2 separate regions of the Hordeum vulgare genome follow, and region 2 is linked to region 1. The links are chromatin contacts, called in public Hi-C maps. All regions are on one chromosome and are shown on one strand. Each heading gives the region's core, a stretch centred on a gene start, on an enhancer-like site or on the middle of the called end of the contact. The rest is flanking DNA. Distances are from core to core; before and after follow the strand shown. Region 1 holds the start of LOC123425613 (O-fucosyltransferase 36-like). Region 2 holds the start of LOC123429825.

Region 1 (7,504 bases), core at 2,234-4,733:
TAATTCACAGGCTCATTGTTGTCTAACAACATGATAGATAAGACAGGATTCCCGCGCCATTCAGGAGCAGTACGTGATCTTGTCGACCTGCGAGGTCCGACAGTAACTTGATCCGAAGCTTCATGATCATCATCATTAGCTTCCTCTTCAACTGGTGTTGCCTCGACGGAGATTTCCCTGTGCCCTGCGCTACCATCCTGTTGGAGCAGAGGTTCCACAACCTCATCAAGTTCTATCTTCCTCCCACTCAATTCTTTCAAGAGAAACTCTTTCTCAAGAAAAGCTCTGTTTTTAGCAACAAACACTTTTCCCTCAGATATGAGATAGAAGGTATACCCAACTGTCTCTTTTGGGTAACCTATGAAGACGCACTTTTCCGCTTTGGGTTCCAGCTTTTCAGGCTGAAGCTTTTTGACATAAGCATCGCATCCCCAAACTTTAAGAAATGACAACTTTGGCTTCTTGCCATGCCATAACTCATATGGTGTCGTCTCAACAGATTTTGATGGTGCCCTATTTGAAGTGAATGCAGTTGTCTCTGTATTTCAAATTACTATGATCTGAAACTAGTTCACACTGAAACTTTGCAATCAGCACATACTAAGCATGATTTAGACAAATATCTCTCCCCTGCATTTCTACATCAGAAATCGAACAAAGGGCGTCTGTGAACTATTATGTATACATGCTGCAGGGACAAAAAAGATGAACTCTGGAACTTTACACTAGAACCAAAAAAAAATACTTGAACCAAGAAAATAAAACTAGATCCAGGAAGAACACTAGGGTCATGTGAGTCTAGGGGTGCAGGGACATAAACGTTAGGAAACAAAAATCCATGTTAAATTCATGAATTTGAGAACTACTAGAAAGTTTCTGAATTGAAAAAAAAACAATTACAACACATGGAAATGAGTATAAAAAAGATAAGGGATCACATGTTCAGGGAGATAAAATACAGAAAGTTAAGAGAATCCTTGAACAAACAGGTTAGAAATACTATATTTTCATAAAGCTAGGACTGTAATTCAGAAACTTTGGCACACACAAACCATACACTAATCAGTAACTTAGATCATGATTTCAAAATAACTCATTTACAAGAAAGTAAAGAAACTAGGACTGAAATTTATAAACTTTGGAACTACATAGAAAGACCTTTTTTCCTACTTGAAGTTCAAAATGCTACAAACTACTGATTGTAAATACAAATGAGTACACATAGGAAGTAATAAAATGATCCGTTCATATCAATTAAGCCTACGAACTGACAAAAAGGGGCAAACACAAGTACAAGTAGACATTACATGTTGCAAGATTAACAAAACAATGCTTATATACAGTTTACATTTACAGGTGCCTGCAATGGAATCAAATGGGATGGAAACAAGCATGAAGGGCCAGGACATGTACCTCGAACATGATGAAGCTAAGTTCCTTAATGTCTCTCTTATAGCATTAACAAATCATGTGAAAAGAAAACAGATTCAATCATGTTTTTCTAAATTGGTGCTTGACAACAAAACAGAGCGGAGCAAGTCCACTGAAAGTTAGAATGTAAATTCAATAAGAATTACATTGTAAAATCCACAAAGGATTACAGTGTGAATCCACTGAAAATTGCACTGTAAAACCCACTAAAAATTACGGTGTAAGTCCACTGAGATATACGGTGTAAATCCAATAAGAATTACACTAAAAAATCCACTAAATAAAATACAAAAATAATCCAGCCTACTCAAATGCAGATTACAAAAGGGTAAAAAACCGTCCATACTCAAAAGCACTAAGGATTACACTGTAAATTCACTGAAATTACACCAAAAAATATCAAGAGTTATAGTGCAAAAACAGTGAAAATCACAATATAATTCTACTAAAAACTACAGTGTAAATCCATTGAAAATTACACTGAAATAATCAATAGTTACAGTGCGAATTCCACTGAAAAATTATAGTCTAAATCCATTAAAAACTACATTGTAAATCCACTAAAATTACACTGTAAAAATCAAGAGTTACAATGCAAGTTCACTGAAAATTACAGTACTGATCCACTAAAAACTATAGTGTAAATCAAGTGAAGCTTACATTGTGAATCCACTAAAAATCCTCTCAACCCACTAAAGAATTACATTACAAAATGTACTAATGATACATTGAAAATGCACTGAGAATTACGCTGCAAAAATATCACCTAAATTACTAAAGCAATTAGACCGTAAATCCACTTGAGAATTACAGTGAAAACCACTAAGAATACACACTAAAATACTGATTGTAAGTTTGTAATTACACTAAAATAACCATTGTATTAGAGTTTAAAAAAACTGCAATTCCACTGAAAATACCCATAATAAATACTGAAAATTCACTGAAACATGAATTGTACTTACAATACAAATATCAATGAAATTACACTGGATTTCTGATAAAAACACATGAGTTTCAGAGACTGGAGCTGTGATTACACTGATTTTTATAGATTCACATAAACTATGAGGTAGATTCAACATCTACATCCAAACATGAGGGATTCATAGCGACAACTACAGGAGGGATCCATAGGAGGGATTGTACACACCTAGGAGTTCAACATCTACAACAAACAAGGAGGGATCCAAACCGATAACTACAAGAAGGATCCACTAAAGAAATGGAACACAATTAGGAGTTACTCTCTACAGAGACAACTAGAACGCAATTAGGAAGCACAAAATATCAACAATATACTGGAAGAATCCACCACTACATATACATGGAACCATACATCTACAACAAAAAAACATCTAGGAACCATGGCTACACGGGATAACATACATGATCCACCGGATCTAGCAAAAATCAAACAGAAAAAAATAGGGGAAGGAAAACAGAGGGAAATGATACTTACAAAACCAACCATGGACGGAGGATGATGAGGAGGACACACGGCTCGCAAGTCAACACAAGAAAAATGAGGAGCGACGCGAAACCAATGCAGACGGATTGCCATGGCATTGATTTCGCCTCTTCCTCTGTGCGCGCTTGACGACAAGGAAGCAGGTGAAAGGAAGGGGTGGGGGAGGAGGACAGGACGCCTAACCACCAGCTCGCCCTTGAGAGATCAGCGACTGGGATCTTTAGCCAAAAATCGCCATGACTCAATGTCTCATGCTCGCGCCGCTTGAAATGGTGAATGGACAGGGACAAAGTGAGCAGAGGAGAAAAAGGAAATAAAAGAAACAATTAGGACACGCTACCCATCAAGATTAACGGGTCTCCAGAAAAAGATTGTAGACCCGATAACAACCAAAACACCTCGAGACAAAAAAGAAAGAAAAAAACAGGGATCTTGACACAAGGATCGAACGGGCAGAGAAACGGATGAAAGCTGAAAATATTTCAGCCGGATGAAAATTAGCATTCCCGTAAAAAAAATCGGTTGGACCTGTGTATCCATCTACGTATCAGCTTGCCTACTACGCGAAGCTAGACGACCGTCATCCTCACCGTTGGACGGTCGCCGTCATCTACCCTCCATCTTTCCCACCCTTCTTCCCCCCAACATCACTCTACCCTCCCGCCTCGCCACTCCCACCCCACACCGACACTTCCCTATCCTCCGCCGCCATGGACCGCGAACCCTCCGTCTCCGACGAGGACGACGACCTCGAGACCCTCGTCCCCCAGAACCACACAAAGCCTCCTTCCCCCTCGTCCCGCTCCCGGGCCTCCTTCAGCATCTCCGGCTTCCGCCCCGCGCTTCCCTCCTCCGCCACATCTCTCGGCCGCGTCCTCTGGTCCCGCCGATACCTCCTCATCTGCGTCTGCCTCCCCGTCCTCTTCATCATCCTCTTCTTCTCCCTCGGCGGCGCCTCGTCTCTCCCCGCCTCCATCCGGCTACCCTCCGCCTCGCCCGCCGCCGACCTTGCCTCCTCCCGCATGCGCGAGGCCGAGCTCCACGCGCTCTATCTCCTCCGCTCCCAGCGTTCCGGCCTCCTCAGCCTCTTCAACCGCACTGCCGCCCCTGAGCCCACCAACAGCTCCACCGCCGCCCCTGTCTCGTTGTCTGATCTCCAGGCTGCGCTCCTCAGCCAGATCAAGATCAACCGCGAGATCCAGGAGGCGCTCCTCTCAACGCACCACTCTGGGGCCGGCAATGCCACAGAAGATGCTTTGGATCTTGATCTGCCAGGCCCCGGGTGCAGGAGGAGGGAATTGCCGTACAACCGGCGGACGATAGAGTGGAACCCCAAGAAGAATCGGTACCTGTTCGCCATCTGTCTCTCTGGGCAAATGTCGAACCACTTGATTTGCTTGGAGAAGCACATGTTCTTCGCCGCACTTCTTGGCCGGATCTTGGTGGTTCCCAGCCAGAAGGTAGATTATCAGTACGACCGGGTGCTTGATATCAACCACATTAATGAGTGTATTGGAAGGAAGGTTGTGATTACTTATGAGGAATTTGTGGATAAAAGGAAGAAAGTGAGCATCGATCAATTTATATGTTACGTGGGGTCGCCCCCTTGTTACATGGATGAGGATCATATTAAGAAGTTGAAGAGTGTGGGGATTTCAATGGGCAAGATTGAGGCTGCTTGGCCAGAGGATGCAAAACTGAAGGAGCCAAAGAAGAGATATGCAGCAGATATCACGGCAAAGTTCACGACAGACGCTGAGGTGCTTGCAGTCGGTGAGTTGTTCTATGCTGATGCTGAGGAAGAGTGGATGATGCAGCCTGGTGGTCCATTGGCTCACAAATGCAGGACTTTGATCCAACCAAGCAGGCTCATAATGCTTACCGCGCAGCGATTTGTGCAGACTTTCTTGGGTGGAAACTACATTGCTTTGCATTTCCGTCGACATGGCTTTCTTAAGTTCTGGTAAGACATCATATCAGTTGATTAGTAATCAATCATCTCGATATTTAGCAAGATGCATATATTAAGGTTGTTTGTGGAACTTGTGATCCAACATGCTGACAGGGCTGCATTTTGTTTCTAGGCTCTAGTAGTAGCTGGCTTTATTTCTGTTATAATTGGACCGTTCGGGTTGCTCATACATTATCCTGTTTTAGTCATTGCTTGGCTGATGATGCTTTGGACATTGGAATTTTGGAAAATGAACTTGTCTGCTTAGATAATTCGTCCAAAACACCAGCCACTTATTTTGATAAAGAATGGCTCTTCATTTAGATCTAGGAAGTTAAATTTATACAAGTCAAAGTCTGACTACTACACAGCTGACCAAATTTACTATAGACAGTCTTCATGGGGCTTTTAATGAAGTGTCTGCTAATACTATAAATTAACCATGTCCTCCTTATGATAGAATAAGCTTCATGTACATAGCATATAGTTTCTCTTCTACTGATCAAAGTCTATTCCTGAAGAGTTATTTTTACTTTAGTTCCTGATACCTTACTTAGGGTGCACCAAAGTTCACGATTCGCTCTGCCTTTTGTTTAATTTAACTCGTCAGGCTCAGCTAAATGGTTTAACCTGATAACTTCATGACCAACTTTGAGCTGGTTACTGCTCTTGGTCTTGGTTCCTCACATTGTGGGTCATATTTGGTTAGCATGTGTCACCCATTATCATCCTGATACGTCCATAAGACACTTCTGCAAAGTACTCAATATTTAGCACCAGGCAGCACCTTGCAGGTTGGGGTAATTTTCTATAGCAGTTAAACAAAATTATTTTTGTTAAAACATAATTTATTATTCGATATTTTAGTACAGCTGTGTCCAAAGAAAATTCTACAGAGACGAGCAATGCGTTATGAGTTTCCTTGTCAACAGTTCCTTCTAGTATAATTAATTGCTTCTATCAATTTGGCTGACCATGTGAGTTCCGCGACCTCACTTACTAATCCGTTATATTTGGCTCATTGTTTCACGATGTCACAACAGTTCAGAGAAACATATTTAGTTGAACTCTGTTTTTTTGCTTTTCTATCTTGGATATATCCACAGATATATGATATATGCCAAAGAAACATGATATTTGATTGTGATGAGATAGTTGTTATCTGCTTTCAGTTCATGCTAATACATCATTAGGTTCTTTGAGTTTGTGATATAGAAATTAGTGCTCCTGTGCTTAAAGTTTACAAGATGTAAGAAATTAGTACCCACTCTATGACTACAAAGAAATCATATACTCCCTCCATTCCTAAATATAAGTCTTTTAAGAGATTTCACTAGAGGTCTACATACGAAGCAAAATGGGTGAATCTATACTCTAAAATATGACTATATGCATCCGTATGTAGTTTTTTATTGAAATATCTTAAAAGATTTATATTTAGGAACGGAGGGAGTATATAAAGTTGACACTTGGTTATAGCTTGGATTGGCATGAAACCTATTACATTTACATGTGTGAATTACTCCCTGCACTTTGTCGTTGTAGCTATGGCACCCGGATGCACCATATGCTTGAGGTTCTTTGGGGATTATTGATGGGAAAACAGCTCATTGCCTAGAAAATCTGCCGAGACTTTCAGTTCATCACACACAAATATTGTTATAATTTGTAAGTATCTTTTCCTGTGTGGCATTAATTGATATTTTTTTGTCTCCGTGCAGTAATGTGAAGAAAGAGAGCTGCTTCTTTCCTATCCCTCAGGCAGCAGGATGCATCCTGCGAATCATCGAGAAAGCTAATGCCCCAGTAATATATCTGTCGACTGATGCTGCTGGGAGTGAGACGAATCTTCTGCAGTCGTTGATTGTATTCAATGACCGGCAAGTACCTCTTGTGAGAAGACCAGAGCATGAAGGTTCGGAGAAGTGGGATGCCTTGTTATACAGAAAACACATGGGTGGAGATGATCAGGTATATATCAATTCCCGTCCTCTTCTTTTGTCTTGGTTCTCGTATTGGGTAGAGATGGTTTGGTTAAATAGCAAACCGCTTCGATTGCTTATGCAGGTCGAGGCCATGCTCGACAAGACAATTTGCGCTTTGTCAAACGTTTTCATAGGGTCATCGGGCTCCACCTTCACAGAGGATATCTTCAGGCTACGGAGGGGCTGGGGATCGATGTCCTACTGCGACGAGTACCTCTGCCAGGGTGAGCCACCCAACTACATAGCAGAGCTAGAGTGAGAAAATAGTACCCATGGTAGAGAGATTCATAGCGGCATTCTTTTTCCCTTTACGTGCTGATGATATACATATATCCTGTAAATTGGTGTGTACAACTAAGTGTAAAAGAGTTGTGATATCTGTATCAGCGCCGTCCACTGATTTGTCTGTGCGGCGTATGTTATTCTTACATGGTTAGAGAATACAAAGGGGGCTTGTGGGTTGTGCAGTGTTTTTTTATTTTTATTTTGCGGGGGTGCAGTATTTTTTTATTAACCATGTGTGGCAAGTGAAATGCCCATTCTATACTAGCTGGAATTGAATTTTACCTTTCCTGCTGCACTTTGTTTCCGTGAAATACTGTACATACTACTTCCTTCGTTCTTAAATATAAGTCTTTTTGGAGGTTCCACTAATGGACTACATAC
Region 2 (7,504 bases), core at 1,482-3,981, 410 kb before region 1:
CGACGCCTCACCATCGGCAACCAGGACGACGTCGGTCGCCTCCTGGACCTGCTTCCGTAGTGACGCCAGCTCAGCTACGGCCTCTGCCTCCTCCCCGCGAGCGATCTAGAGAGCGGATTCGGCGTTCGCAAGCTAGGCCCGCAGCCCCTTTACCTCCTCCTGAAGCCCACCTAACCTCGGCTCCTCGGAGGCGGGCACGCTGAAGAAGAAGAAGAATCAACCCGAGGACAACACACAGGACGACAAAGGAAGCGCGATGAAGGACTTACTCGCCAACCAGCACCCAACGGGGGCGGAAGCGCGAGGGCCCCAAGCGCTCTCCGCCACTACCCCCGGGGGCGGACGATGGCGCAGGAGGCGCCGCATGCTTTCCCCAGCCAGAGCCATCTCTAGGGGATGCGATGAAGATGAAGAGCGAAGAAGGGGAAGAAGTCTCCTCGCGGCGGATGGGGGAAGCAGAGAAGGAGCCCAAGGTTGCGGTACCTCCCCTCGCAGGCGGCGGGGCATACTTAAGGGCGAGCCCCAGCCGCCAACCGTCCTGGGAGCGTGGGCATCGCACGCCTCGCGAGGGCCGGGAGGTGGACCGATGGAAGCGCTGCCACTCACGTCGCCTCACCTGTACATCGATCGGTCACATCCGTTGGGGGTATTGGGTGCGGTCGCATTCAATGAGAAAAATGATGGCCAACATGATTCTTGGGAATCGCACCGTCGTGGCCTGGCACCGTCGGGGCACCTCGGCAAGCGAGGGCGGCTTCGTGCGGCTTCGAGACACGCGGGTCGCCAGAACCGCACGCAAATGGGGCCCGCGACGCTTCGGGCCGTCTTCAAGGCTTCGCTAGGAAGCCAACCCAGGCGCGCCTTGGGCCCGGGGGCTACTGTCGGCGTTCTGGGAACGGGGGTACCCATACCTGCCTGCCTGCGGCCCAGGGCTGGCCCGCTTCGTACACAAGTTCGACAAGGAACAACACCGCTTTGAACAAGGCCCTCGTGAGGGGACAAGTCTCACAAGGAGGAGGAGCATCAAGACCCGCACGAAGGCTTCTTTAGAACTCCTCCGGAGCGGCGGATATTCCAAGGTAAGGCTTGGACTCAGGAGTCAAGGGTGACGCCAGGGAGGGGCAGACGATCAGAAGGTGGCAGAGCAGGACAACTTCCCCTTTCGGTGCAAAGAGGGCAGGAGTGAATCAGGACCCCAAATGCATCTTCTAAAGGTTTCCTTACCGGTGCAACAAGACCCTGGTTGCCCTCCGACAGGACGGACGTCATCCCTGCGCTCATCTCTGCGGTGCTGGCAGCGGCTTCGCAGGCGAAGACCACTTTTGGCAGGGGAGGCATGCTCCCGTGTCTCCCACCGAAGCTGGCCGTTGTGGGATGCCTTGCCGCCGACGATAAGGGAGAGGACCCTGCCTCCACTATAAATAGAGAGGGTAGGATATTTGAGAGGGGGATCGGATCCTCAGACCATTGGAACCCTAGAACAACACACTTAGCCACTTGGCCTCCGGAGGCACGAAAGCACTCTACTATCTCGCCATCAACCTCCGTGAGAGGCAACCCACCAAAGCAGGAGTAGGGTTTTACGCTTCGCAGCGGCCCGAACCTGGGTAAACTGTTGTGTACTGTGTTCTTCTCACCTTCGAGTGAGCTCTTTGCCGTTACCATCGAGTTGCAGGCTAGACGGAGCGAAGCAGGGAGGAACCTACGCACACGCCCCTGTGTTCGAATCCTTAGGATTTTGCGGAGCCCGAAATCCGACGGCCGGGAATCGGTTGCGTGCAAGACGCGCGCGAAGACTCCGGCAACATCATCCGAGGATATGCTGACGAGCTCGTGCTGGCCGCGGCTGCGACAAGGACGGCGTTGACAAGCCCGTGCTGGCTAGGGTTTACCCCTAGGTATAACAAGGCCTCCATCGTTGCCGCCTTCACCCGGGCATTGGTGTCTTCCTGCTCCGCGGAGGCAGCTGCCTCGCCCCTTGTGTCATGCGTGTGCCTTCGGCCCTTCCTCTTGACCGACTCCACGACCCGCTCCTCAGGCGTCAACTCCTCCTTCTTCTTCTTGGGCGACACGGCGGCCTTGCTGGGGGCGTGGGCCTTGCCTCTGGATTCGGCAGTGGCAATGGACGAGCCCATTGAGGCGATGGCGGCGGTGGCTTCGAAGTCGTCGTTCATGGCGGTGGGAGAAGGCGCAGGAGCGAGCGGGAGAGTTTGGGGGGGGGGGGGGATGGAAGAAAAAGGTGATCGCTTTGTCGTCGACTTGGGGTTAGGGGTAAGTAGGTGCTCGCCGCGCACGTACGCCTCGTATGCGTACCGATGCAAATCAGGCTTAAAATTAGACCGGGAATGGGTCGAAAGACAGACAAAAAGCGGATGCGCGTCTTTTAAGTCGGCGCGTTGGAACAACCTTTTATCCGTAAGGATTCAAACGGACGACGACAAACAAGATAGGTCGGTTTGTTGGAGTTGCCCTAACGGTTGGAGAGGGTATTATGCCGCGATTTGTGTTTTTTTTTTTGGAACGGACACAGCGCGCATACAGTTTGGATCGGCGGAGTTGCCTTCGTCGTGTGCGCCCAGAAGCGGAAGACGCGGATCAGGTGGAGCTCACGTGTCCGCAGAGAGAGAGGGACGACCTTCCGCTGTGCGGTGATTGGACAGTGCAACCGCGGCAGCATCTCAGGCTCTCCCCAGCCCGAGACCTGTCTGTCTGGTCTGGGCAGCAAGCTTGTTGCTGCCCGCGCGCACCTCCCCGTCTTTTCCGCTGCCCACATTCCCCAAGGACACCTCACTGGTGGCCGCGGTCGCCCTCCTAGGCTTGTCTTCTTCTTTCCGCCCGCTTGCTTTTGGTCACTCCAACACCAACACGGCCAGCAAGCCCAAGCAAAAAGGAAAGGAAAGATGAAATGGCAGACAGACCGCCTACTGCTACTATTTTACTGCACCTGACTCCTGAGTGAAGGGGACACTTCGCTGTGGAGCAGCCGAGTTCTTGTTAAGGTGAGCGCAGCGCAGGGCAGCGGATTTGTCTCCCCTGTTTCCCAGCCTTCTTCTTTGGAGTTCTCTCTTCTTCGCTGCTGCGATAGAGCTGGTGGCATCTTCTTGATCTCGTCGCGAGAGGCGTGCTTTCTTTTTTCCCCCTCCGTTGATTGATCTCGAAGGTTGCGTTTTTTCCGGTCCAAGTGACCTTCATTTGCCATTGTCTGTCTGTTTCAGATTCCAGGACAGGTCGACGAACAGGGGTTACATGCTTACATCTGGTGGCGCAAATCTTGTGCTACGGAGGGCAACGATGCGGTTCTGATGGATCATCGCGACCATTTTTCAGACCTCCAAGTATGAAGATGCTCTGCATCAGACCGAGCAGAATACTCTCCTGCCCGCACACCGCGTGACCCGGCGGTTGCGCTCGCTGCACCTGCACAGCACACATACTGTTCGTCGAAAAGCCGCAAAGGCGACGGCTGCAGGTCGCAACCGTCGTCATGAGAGATCTCGCGTCCTGCCTCAGCCAAAGCGGCGTCCAAGTCGCACGTCCCTCGTCCTCAAGCGCCAAGACCATGGTGCAGTGCGCCTACCAGGCCCGCCTGCGCGGCAAATCCTGCAGGGTCACCGTCACCTGGAGCAAGGCGGCCATGGGGCAGGCTCTGGCCGTCGCCATCCATGACTCCTCGGGCCGTTTCCTCTGCAAGACAGAGATAAAGCCGTGGCTCTTCTCCAAGAGGAAAGGCTCCAAGTCCATGGAGGTGGACGGCGGCACCCTGGACGTCCTCTGGGACCTGTCCTCGGCCAAGTTTGTGGGTGGGCCGGAGCCGCTGGAAGGATACTACGTTGCTCTCATCTTTGATCTCGAAGCTGTCCTTGTGCTTGGGGACATGTATCACAAGGTGTCTTCGAATGCTTTGCCTTCCGATGCAGTCATGATAGCCAGGAAGGAGCACACATACGGGAAGAAGGTGTACTGCACAAAGGCTCGGTTTTCCGACATTGATCAGCATCATAATATCACCATAGAATGTGACACGTCAGGGACGAAGGATCCAAGCCTCGAGATCAGGGTTGGGAAGAAGAGAGTACTGCAGGTGAAGAGGCTTGCATGGAAGTTCAGAGGAAACCAGACGTTCTATGTTGATGGCCTGCCGGTGGAGGTGCTCTGGGATGTGCACGATTGGCTATTTGGCTCGTCGAATGGATGTGCCGTGTTCTTGTTTCAGTCAGGCCGATCCATGCAGAAATTTTTGTCAAGGCCATCCTCACAGGACGAAAAGGAGCGTCAAGTGGGTCGGTTTGGTTTTACTTTGATACTTCACGCATGGAAGGTTGAGTAGCACAAACACGATGAAAGATTTCTTCGACTACTCCACATCGGGTGAATGAATCCTGACAGTAGAATATAGGATCTAGCAAGCCTAACAAAACCTTTTGCGAGTTTTCATGTTCCTTAGTTCTTTGTTCTGGTTCTAGTGGTGGCATGGTTAGCAGATTGAGTTTTGATATATCCATATGATTTGGTAATATCAATGAGAGGTGGAATGTTTGGTCGATTCTAGTGCTTCATTTTATTTTATTTCCATTCCACCTTGCAAACTTTGAACAGAATTCCAACAAATGCTGAAACGTTGTGTTATGCTACTCTGCACTCTTTACAATTCTTATACCATGGATATGTCTATTTTTCAGAGAGACTGTCTATGTGGAGTGAGTATTGACTTGAAAAAATCTGCTGCTGTCTGGTAAAGATAATCATGATAATCAGCAGGTTTCATTTCGTTACCACCACAATACCCTAAGCTGCTGCAGTGCTCCTCCCAGTGTGCAGTGTACTTCACCACAGGATATATGATATATGTTGATGATCCGTCCTCCTGACTATAATTACAGAAGTTGCCCAAAGTGGAAGTTTTATTTTTCTCGCGAGATGGCAAAGTGGAAGTTAAAATGTCCAAAACCAAGAAGTCAGATTATACTGTACTACTCCCTCCGTTCCTAAATATAAGACCTTTTAGATATTGCACTATGAACTACATACGGATGTACGTAGACATATTTTAGAATGTAGATTCATTCATTTTGCTCCGTATGTAGTCTCCTAGTGTAATCTCTAAAAGGTCTTATATTTTGAAACGGAGGGAGTAGTTAATATGTGAAAGTTGAGCCTGTATTTTTTGTCAAATGTCCTATCTTTTCCTCAACTACTCTGTTTACAGGATGATCCCTTCTCAAAATAACGAGTCTGGTTACTGAACATATTTTTCTTGTTGATCCCCCCCCTGGCCCGAGAGCTCCACAATATTGGTATATCAGTCCAGATTATTTTATCGAAATGTTTTTATACTAGTTGTCAGTTTCTTTAGCAGAATATCATGGACCGAGAGGGGCAAAGTTGCATTGTACACCTATCTTTTTGTCAAGTTCCCTTTCTTTTGGGCCTGTGTGTTTTGTCAGTATGATGAGGTGAGGTGAGAGCATCTCTAGTACAGCCCTCAAACCCTTAAAAATAACCGTTTTTCTACAGTTTTCATCGGAAAAACGACGTAGACTAGAACCCTTAAACCCTTAAACCCGTAAAAAAATTTAAAGGTCCAACCCTCAAACCCCTTCCCAGCCTGTAGAAGTGAGGGTTGGGAGGGAAAACTGCCCCCAACCCGCACTCCACTTCCCACCTCGCGCGGGAGGCGGTTCGTTCCCCGCGCGCGCGAGGAAGTTGCCTCGGCCGCCGCCGCCCTGCCTCCCCCCGCGTTCCCTCCGCGCCCCAGCCGTCGCGTCCCCGCGCTCGCCCCGCCCGCCGCGCCAGCCGCCGCGCCCGCCCAGGCCGCCGTCGCGCCCCGCCCCCGCGCCCGCCCCGCCCGCCCCTGCCGCCGCGCCAGCCGCCCTGCCCACCTCCATCTCCGCCGCCGCCAAGGCCACCTCCGCCGCCTTCGCCCACAAGGTCCCCTCCCCTTCCCTCTCCCTGCCGCAGAAGGAGCTCGCCGCGGCGGCGCCGCAGCAGCAGCAGCGCGCGAGCGCCAGCAGCCGGCGCGCGAGGTCCTGGCTGTATTCTGGATTTTGCATTAGGTGTAATATCCGATTAGCACTATTCGAACAACAGTTATCAATCTCACGCTTTGCATATTTTTGCATATTGTATGCTTCTCACGTTCTGTTTATTTTTAGTGTGATAAAATTGGTTTTTGAACATGCTATCCCTTTTCATATTGTGAAGAAACTTTTCCCTATTTCTTTCCTGCATACAGGGTGTTCCCTATGGAAAAATGGTGCTTTGATCTGTTTAATCTTATTAATTTCAGGTGCCTCCAACCATCAGATTTATTATGTTTTTTTAGTGAAAATTATGCAATGCCAAATGACAGTTTTAAGGGTTGGGGTTGGGGCAAAGATTAGAATCCTCAAACCCAACCCTTATAACGGACCGTTATAAGGGTTGGGTTTGAGGGTTCTAGTCTTTGTCCCTGTTTTTCAACCCTTAAAAGTGTCAAAAATGGGCAATTCTCAACCCTTAAAACTGATTTTAGATTTAAGGGTTTGAGGGTTCTACTAGAGATGCTCTGAGGGAAGTTGAGCCTGTATTTTTGTCAAGTGTCCTATCCTTTTCTTAACTACTACTCCCTCCATTCCTAAATATAAGTCTTTCTAGAGATTCCACTAGTGGACTACATACGGATGTATATAGACATAATTTAGTGTGTATATTCACTCATTTTGCTTCGTATGTAGACGCCTAGTGAAATCTCTTAAAAGACTTATACTCCTTCCGTTTCATAATATAAGTCTTTTTAGAGATTTCACTAAAGGACTACATACGAATGTATATAGACATATTTTAGAGTGTAGATTCACTCATTTTGCTTTGTATGTAGTCCCTTAGTAAAATCGTTTAAAAGACTTATATTTAGGAATGGAGGGAGTATTTAAGAACGGAGGGAGTACTCCCTCCATAAAGAAAGTACTCCTTCCGTCCCAAAATAACTGTCTCAAGCTTAGTGCAACTTTGTACTAGAGCTAGTACTCTAATATAAAGTTAAGACACTTATTTTGGGACTGAGGGAGTAGTAATTTAGATACTCTTATATTTCTTTAGGGAGGGAGTATTAAAGGTAATAGGATGATCTCCAAATATCCTCAAAGTAAGGAGTCTGGTTACTGAACATCTTTTGTTTTGTGTTGATGAACTCCCTGAGCTCCACGTTATGGATATATTAGTCCAAATTATCCAATCCAGCTGTTTTATACTTACTCACTACCAGTATCTTTAGCACAATAGCACGCACCGAGAGGTGCAAAGCTGCATTGTACACCTACCATACGACCTAGATAATGTTAAACTTCATTTATCCTGACCACGAACACACGCGCATAATACAGTAACCGACACCATCATGACTACCACATTTGGTTCAGCGGTACTTTTGGATAATAAAGACATTTGGTCCGACATATACAAATACACAATTTTAGTTGTTTCTAGCCCCCGCCCCCGCATCAAGCGATGCACAAAATATATTTAT

What was found. A called contact is a pair of places that touch in the nucleus more often than the background predicts.
Region 2: a contact with region 1 is called in a Hi-C map of seedling, with 4 times the contacts expected there. The contact joins the promoter of LOC123429825 here to the promoter of LOC123425613 in region 1. A contact is called at or near these places in 3 of 6 Hi-C or Micro-C datasets (leaf, seedling and an unstated tissue) and 1 of 1 datasets of contacts at active chromatin or transcription factors (embryo).

The regions. Positions count from the first base shown.
Region 1 is chr2H:149,200,961-149,208,464 of MorexV3_pseudomolecules_assembly, reverse strand. LOC123425613 (O-fucosyltransferase 36-like) reads left to right here and starts at 3,483. Exons shown (of 3, transcript XM_045109308.1): 1 at 3,483-4,865; 2 at 6,575-6,824; 3 at 6,921-7,299. The coding sequence starts at 3,613. The coding sequence ends at 7,097.
Region 2 is chr2H:149,613,251-149,620,754 of MorexV3_pseudomolecules_assembly, reverse strand. It overlaps LOC123429825, which reads left to right and starts at 2,731. Exons shown (of 2, transcript XM_045113808.1): 1 at 2,731-2,999; 2 at 3,216-4,631. The coding sequence starts at 3,485. The coding sequence ends at 4,327.